Linked DNA regions of Rattus norvegicus: region 2 is linked to region 1. A link is a contact called in public Hi-C data. All regions are on one chromosome and are shown on one strand. The core of a region is the stretch at or near the end of the contact, and the rest is flanking DNA. Distances in the headings are between cores, read along the strand shown. Region 1 overlaps Trpm8 (transient receptor potential cation channel, subfamily M, member 8). Region 2 has its middle 150 kb from the start of Spp2.

Region 1 (3,058 bases), core at 366-2,865:
TATCTTTCTGGTCCCCTTGGATCAGTGGGGTTCTGGTAGGGCTCACTTGACACAAACAGTCTCAGAAGTGTCCTGGGAGAAACTGAGTGGACACTCACGAGTCTGGAAGACCTGGTGTCCACGATGCCCATTGCTCTGTCTGTCCTTTCTTGCCACAGTGGTACATGAACGGAGTGAATTATTTCACCGACCTATGGAACGTTATGGACACACTGGGACTTTTCTACTTCATAGCGGGTATTGTATTCCGGTAAGTGGCTCATGACACCTTCCCAACTTCAGGCACTTTGGCACAAAAGATGGAGAAAAAAATCTGGGACATCTTAAGTCCATGGCTAGGCCTGGCCCGTCACTTTCCTCCTCTCAGAGGTGATCATAAGACCCTGTTGCCTCTGCCCCGTGGAGACACAACTTGGCCACCGTAAGTTTCTCCTCATTCTGGGTTCTTTATGATTTCTCCTTTCACTTTTCAGACAGGTTTTGTGGGGGCATAATTGCAACCCAAGGTGAGATCACTGGGGATGTTTAGTGTCTTCCAAATGTTAGTTTGTTTTGGCCCACTTAGTTGAAGGTGCATGTGACGTTGGCCAGCATGCTGGTCCTGTAGTCACTCTTCTAGGTGCCAGTATATCTCTCCAACCTCAAAGCTAGAGCGTGTGAGAAGACAGCTAAGTCTAGAAAGATCATTAAAGGCCCAAAAGTGAGGTAGAGAGGTGGCTCCGGCAGCAAAGTGCCCATCGCCATGCTGGCATGAGGACTCCGTTCACAGTCACAGAACCCGGGTAAAAGCAGGGGATAGCAGCATCCACCATTTCCCAAACCCAGGGCTGGGGCAAGACAGGCAGGGAGCTCTGGGTCCAGTACGGGACCCCGACTCAACAGTGGCGACAGAAAGCAATGGAGTTAGACGCCTGATGTCTGCTCCCAGCCTCCACAGACACGCGTGTATGTGTACACAATAATGTACACACCCAGTCACACACATTAAGCTCGGAAATGCTGTGCTCTGTCCCACAAGCTTTCCTTCCCTCTCTCCCCACAGGCTTCACTCTTCAAATAAAAGCTCTTTGTACTCCGGGCGAGTCATTTTCTGTCTGGATTACATTATATTCACTCTAAGGCTCATCCACATTTTCACCGTGAGCAGGAACCTGGGACCCAAGATTATAATGCTGCAGCGGATGGTAAGAGCCCGCCACACAGGCCACTTCCGGGGCGGGGCTTAGGAAAGAGGGCTCTAAAGAACCAGCAGTGTCCACGCACCCTGCAAGTCGATGGGGCTTCCTGAGAGTTCCCACTTTTCAGCAAGCTTCGGTTTGAGTCTGAACAGTTTGCTCAGAATGTATGTAGGGAGGGGCGTTCTTGCCGTTTTTTAATGGATGGGGTAGTTCTAGTTCAAGGAGGAGAACATGCTTCTCTAGCAATAAATGGGGAGTCAGATGCGGAAAGATGACAGGATTCTGCATGCCACACCCTGTATGTGAGAGACCGCAGGCTTCTTTTACATACAGGACAGGAGGAAATCGCAGGCTGGGGATGTTGCTCCCCAGAGCTGGTTCTGTCTGGAAATCAGATGGGCCACTGGATGAGCTCATGTGGACACCGCTCTCCAACCCTGAGACTGAGTGTGTGGTTTTAATTCAAAGCATATCTGAGGCATCCAGTCACGGTGATGTCAAGCTGTGTGTGCAAAACACAGCAGGAAAAAAAAAAGGGCAGGGGAGTTGTTTGAGTCTTCCAAGGGGTGCTTTTGTTTCCCTAAGAAGTAATTCTGCAGAAATAATTTGAGGGTTGAAAGCTGGCAAGTATCACCAGGTGTGGCTGGAGAGAGTTCCTCCAAACAGAGGCCCTCTGTGTTTTGAGCTGGGCCCTCACTCACAAGCCTGCTGCTTGACGATCAGGAATTGGTTTTCATTATGGGGAATAGACATCTCCATACCTAAAGCTGACGGGAATCAATTTCTACATTAGTGGCTAGGACTGGGGGAGGTTGCTCAGTGGTAGTGGGCTTGCCTGATTCATGCAAGGCCCTGGCTTTAACCCCAGCAGTGCAATCTGTCAATCAATCAATGAAAGATCGATAAGTAAGTGGCCAGGCAACTTGATGGTTTAACTTTTCTGCCTCTGGAACCTTTCTCTGCCTGTCTCTGTGGCTGGTTGGGAAGGGTCAGTAGCCAGTCACTGTGGGTGTGGTTCTAATGGTTCTGCTTTCTCCTCCTGGCAGCTCATCGACGTTTTCTTCTTCTTGTTTCTCTTTGCTGTGTGGATGGTGGCCTTCGGCGTAGCCAGACAGGGGATCCTTAGGCAAAATGAACAGCGCTGGAGGTGGATCTTCCGCTCTGTCATCTATGAGCCCTACCTGGCCATGTTTGGCCAGGTGCCCAGTGATGTGGACAGTAAGCTGGGCTCTGCTTGGGTGGAGGTGGACCTGGCGGTGACATTCTGACCCCATCCCTGATCCTTTCCTCCCCCCTCCTCCTCCTCCCCCCCTCCTCCTCTTCTTCTTCCTCCTCCTCCTCTTCTTCCTCTTCTTCCTCCTCCCCTCCTCCTCCTCCTCTTCTTCTTCCTCCTCCTCTTCTTCTTCCTCCTCCCCTCCTCCTCCTCTTCTTCTTCCTCCTCCTCCTCTTCTTCCTCCTCTTCTTCTTCCTCCTCCCCCTCCTCCTCTTCTTCCTTTTCTCCTCCTCTTCCTCTCCTCCTCCTCCTCTTCCCTTCTTCTTCCCCCTCTCTCTCTCCCTCCCCCCCCCTCTCTCTCTCTCTCACACACACACACACACACACACACCCCACTTCTAAATAATATCTCATAATACTTTGTTCTCATTTTGATCTTTAAGTCTTTTGACTTTATTTATCAGTATTTTTTTGAGACAAGACCTCTAGCCCAGGCTGGCCTCAATTTCCCTGTGTAGTCAAGGATCACCCTCAATTCCTAATCCCCCTACCCCTACTGAGATTACAGGCATGTGCCACCACCATGCCTGGTTAATGTGCTGAGGTGTTGAACCCAGGGCTTCCTGAACATTAGGCAAGCAGTCTACCAATGGAGCCACATCCCAAG
Region 2 (2,997 bases), core at 218-2,717, 190 kb after region 1:
CACTCTCCTCTGGAAAGGCTGGGGACACACATGGATCACTGCCATCTGAGCTCCTCCTTTGGGTTGAGCACCTGTGAAGGTCCCTGACTCTGGGGGACTCTCAGGATCTTCTGTGAGTACCCGTTCACTCAGAGCATCACTATGGGCATGAGTTCTCCCAACAGGGCAGAGCAATGGAGAACAAAGGCTTTGGCTCTAATGAAAGCTGGGATTCTGATCAGGGGTGTGCAAGCGGTGTGTTTTTAACAACTTAGTAAGTTGTCTTTGCCCCTGTTTTTTTTACCTGTAAAACAGCAGTAAGAACAGCACGGGACTTTGTAAGGGTTCATGCAGCTGAGCGACACTCCTGCCACATACACAGGTGATAGTACGTGCTGTTATTTACAGAGTAATGGTTTCAGTAACATTATTCCTGCTGCTCATTATTTGACTTCTTCTGATTGTTTTAGACAGTCTTATTATGCACTCCAGGCTCTCAAACCCTGGATCCTCATGCTGCAAACTCTCAGATGCCGAGACTACAGGCATTGCTGGTCTGTGCCACCACAGCAGACCAGAGCAGTTAATAGTACGTGAGAACTATTGTTTAGAAAATTAATGAATGGTAGCTATTAACTATTTTTAAAATAGATGACTGGTTTTTTTTTCTTTTAAGAATTCAGTGTGTGTGGGTGTGGGTGTGTATGTGAGTGTGCTTGTGGTATGTGAGTGTACATATGTGTGAGTATGTATGAGTGTGTGTATGTGAGTGTGCACGTGAGTGTACATGTGGTGTGAGAATGCTTGTGTGTATGTGTAAGTGTGTTTATGTGTGTGAGTGTGTATGGGAGTGTGCACATGAATATGTGTGTGAGAGTGTGAGTGTGTATGTGTGTGTGAGTCTGTGTGTATGTGAATGTGCACACGAATGTAATTGTGCAAGTATGGGAACACACTTGTGGGAGTCAGAGGAAGACTTGTGGCTGTCAGTTCCCTCCTACCATGTGGGTACTGGGGATCGAACTCAAGTCATTAGTCTTAGCAGCAGACGCCTTCAACTGGTGAGCTGGTCCAATGGCTGCAGTTTGTTTTGTTTTTTTAATATTTCAGCAATACAGCCTACTTTTAAAACCGTGTAAATAAAACAGAATGGGGAGGAGAAAGGGCCACCAACAGCATCAAGTGTGAGACTCTTCCTGGGAACAGCTGTGCCTCTAGGCAGACAGATGAATCCGGGTGGCCTTTGATGTCTCTCGAAGCAGAGTATTCCGATGAGTCCTGGCCTCCCCAGAGCGTTTTCATCATCCCTAATTTGGAATCTGCTGCAGAAGCCATTATCAGCAACTTGGAGCATGCTTCCCAGAACAGCAGTTAGAAACCCAAATAAATGCTCTCCTTTCCCAAATGCTTGACTCGGGAATGCGAGCCCCTGAGTCACAGCTCTTGACTTCAGGGTGACCTGGCCTTTGAGGTACTGACCCGAGGCTTACCACCTGACCCTACATCACTTGTGTTCCTGGCAACTGGCCATCTTCTCTGTGTAGACAAGGCTCCTTCCTCCCACAGGGGCAGCCATGAGGATTTCATAACACACAGGGCTCAGCTGGTGGCACACGGAGATCTTAAACACAATGGAGTCAAAGATGCCAGCAACTGTTGCCACTCACTCCTTTGAAACGGTTTCTGAAAAATGTTGCAAGCCTGGCTGAGAAAAGGCAAATAGAGCCCTTCTGAATCAGTTTGGCAAGCCAAGCCTGACAGGAGATAAATGTGCTGTAAGCACATTTAGCAGCAACAGGAGAAAACCACAGGTAGTTGATAGGCACAACAGAGGAGCCTCTTCTGCTACAGAGCCCTTCCTGGAGAACACCTGCTCCCCAACTGACCTCTCCTAGGTCAGACCCTTCTAGGCCCTTGACTGGGATGAGGTAACACACTGTTGAATCCTAATGCTGTTCATGACTGAGCTGGTTCTCAAGTGGGCTGCTGTCCACCTTCATCTTTATAGTGATATTTGACCCCACTGGTTCTCTGGTCTTATTTCTGGTATTCCGATCTCTATGAGTAAGGAAAGGAACTGCATATCCAATGGCCCTTCAGAGACGTCAGCAGAAAAACTGGGCACGATGCTCAGTTGCTCTGGTAATGAAACAGATGCACATAAAATCAGCACTGTTGCGTCTACACCAGCGTCGGTAGACACGGCACAAGAGTGAAGCACTTGCTATGCAAGCACGAGGCTCTGAGCTCAGCATCCATGTAATAGCCTCGTATGACAGTACCATTCTAATAACCCCAGAGCTGGTGGAGGAATAAAGAAAGGAGGATGCTGGGGGCTAACTGGCCAATCAGCTTATCCAAAATGGTTAGCAAGTTCAGTGAGAGATGCCGTCTCAAAAATACAGTGGAAATAGAGGGACACACGATGTCTACCTTGGGCCTCCAGCTAGGCAAGTGCACTTGCATGGGCATGAGCACATGAGTGGGTACATGCGCGTACACACACACACACACACACACACACACACACACACATGCTTTAAACAAGAAATTAAAGTGGAAGGCCCCACCCTTTGGTGGGTCTTCAAAAGGCATCCGAAGAAAAGGCTCATTCACACACTTTCATGATGGGAACCTCACTGCCTGTCCATCCAGGAGGCAGCTGCATTTATCTGAACTTGAACTTAAGTCCGTCCACCTCGTGATCTGTCTTCCAGGACTTCACCCCAGTGACTAAGCCTCACGCGTAAGCTTTGTAATGTCATGGTTCTCGGCGGTAAGCTCTGAGAAGTGACCACTGGACGGGTGTGTGTGTGTGTGTGTGTGTGTGTGTAGGGGTGCACATGCATGGCAAAGCCATCAAACCTTCCTGTCACATGCCCAGCTACAGAAGATAACAAAATATGACCAGCAAAGTAAAAATCTAATGCTGCCTCACGGTTTGGAAGGAGTCACATGAAGATGGCAATGGATTCACATCTTGGAGGCTGGACAGGTTCATTTTTAATCTTTGTATCT

What was found. Hi-C and Micro-C count contacts between places; a contact is called where the count stands out from the background.
Region 2: a contact with region 1 is called in a Hi-C map of the A7r5 cell line, with 4 times the contacts expected there. The contact joins two enhancer-like sites. A contact is called at or near these places in 3 of 12 Hi-C or Micro-C datasets (the A7r5 cell line, Schwann cells and mammary epithelial cells).

Annotation. Positions count from the first base shown.
Region 1 is chr9:96,407,041-96,410,098 of GRCr8, forward strand. Trpm8 (transient receptor potential cation channel, subfamily M, member 8) reads left to right here. Exons shown (of 26, transcript NM_134371.3): 18 at 159-250; 19 at 1,043-1,184; 20 at 2,225-2,396. Among named protein-coding and RNA genes, the nearest start is that of Spp2, 46 kb to the right of the region's middle. Within about 2 kb of position 1,616, at least 3 of the 93 cell types and tissues checked have an H3K27ac peak or open chromatin away from gene starts, as enhancers often do. A contact at or near this core is called in the A7r5 cell line, where this site is marked.
Region 2 is chr9:96,599,699-96,602,695 of GRCr8, forward strand. No RefSeq gene overlaps it. Among named protein-coding and RNA genes, the nearest start is that of Spp2, 150 kb to the left of the region's middle. Within about 2 kb of position 1,468, at least 7 of the 93 cell types and tissues checked have an H3K27ac peak or open chromatin away from gene starts, as enhancers often do. A contact at or near this core is called in the A7r5 cell line, where this site is marked.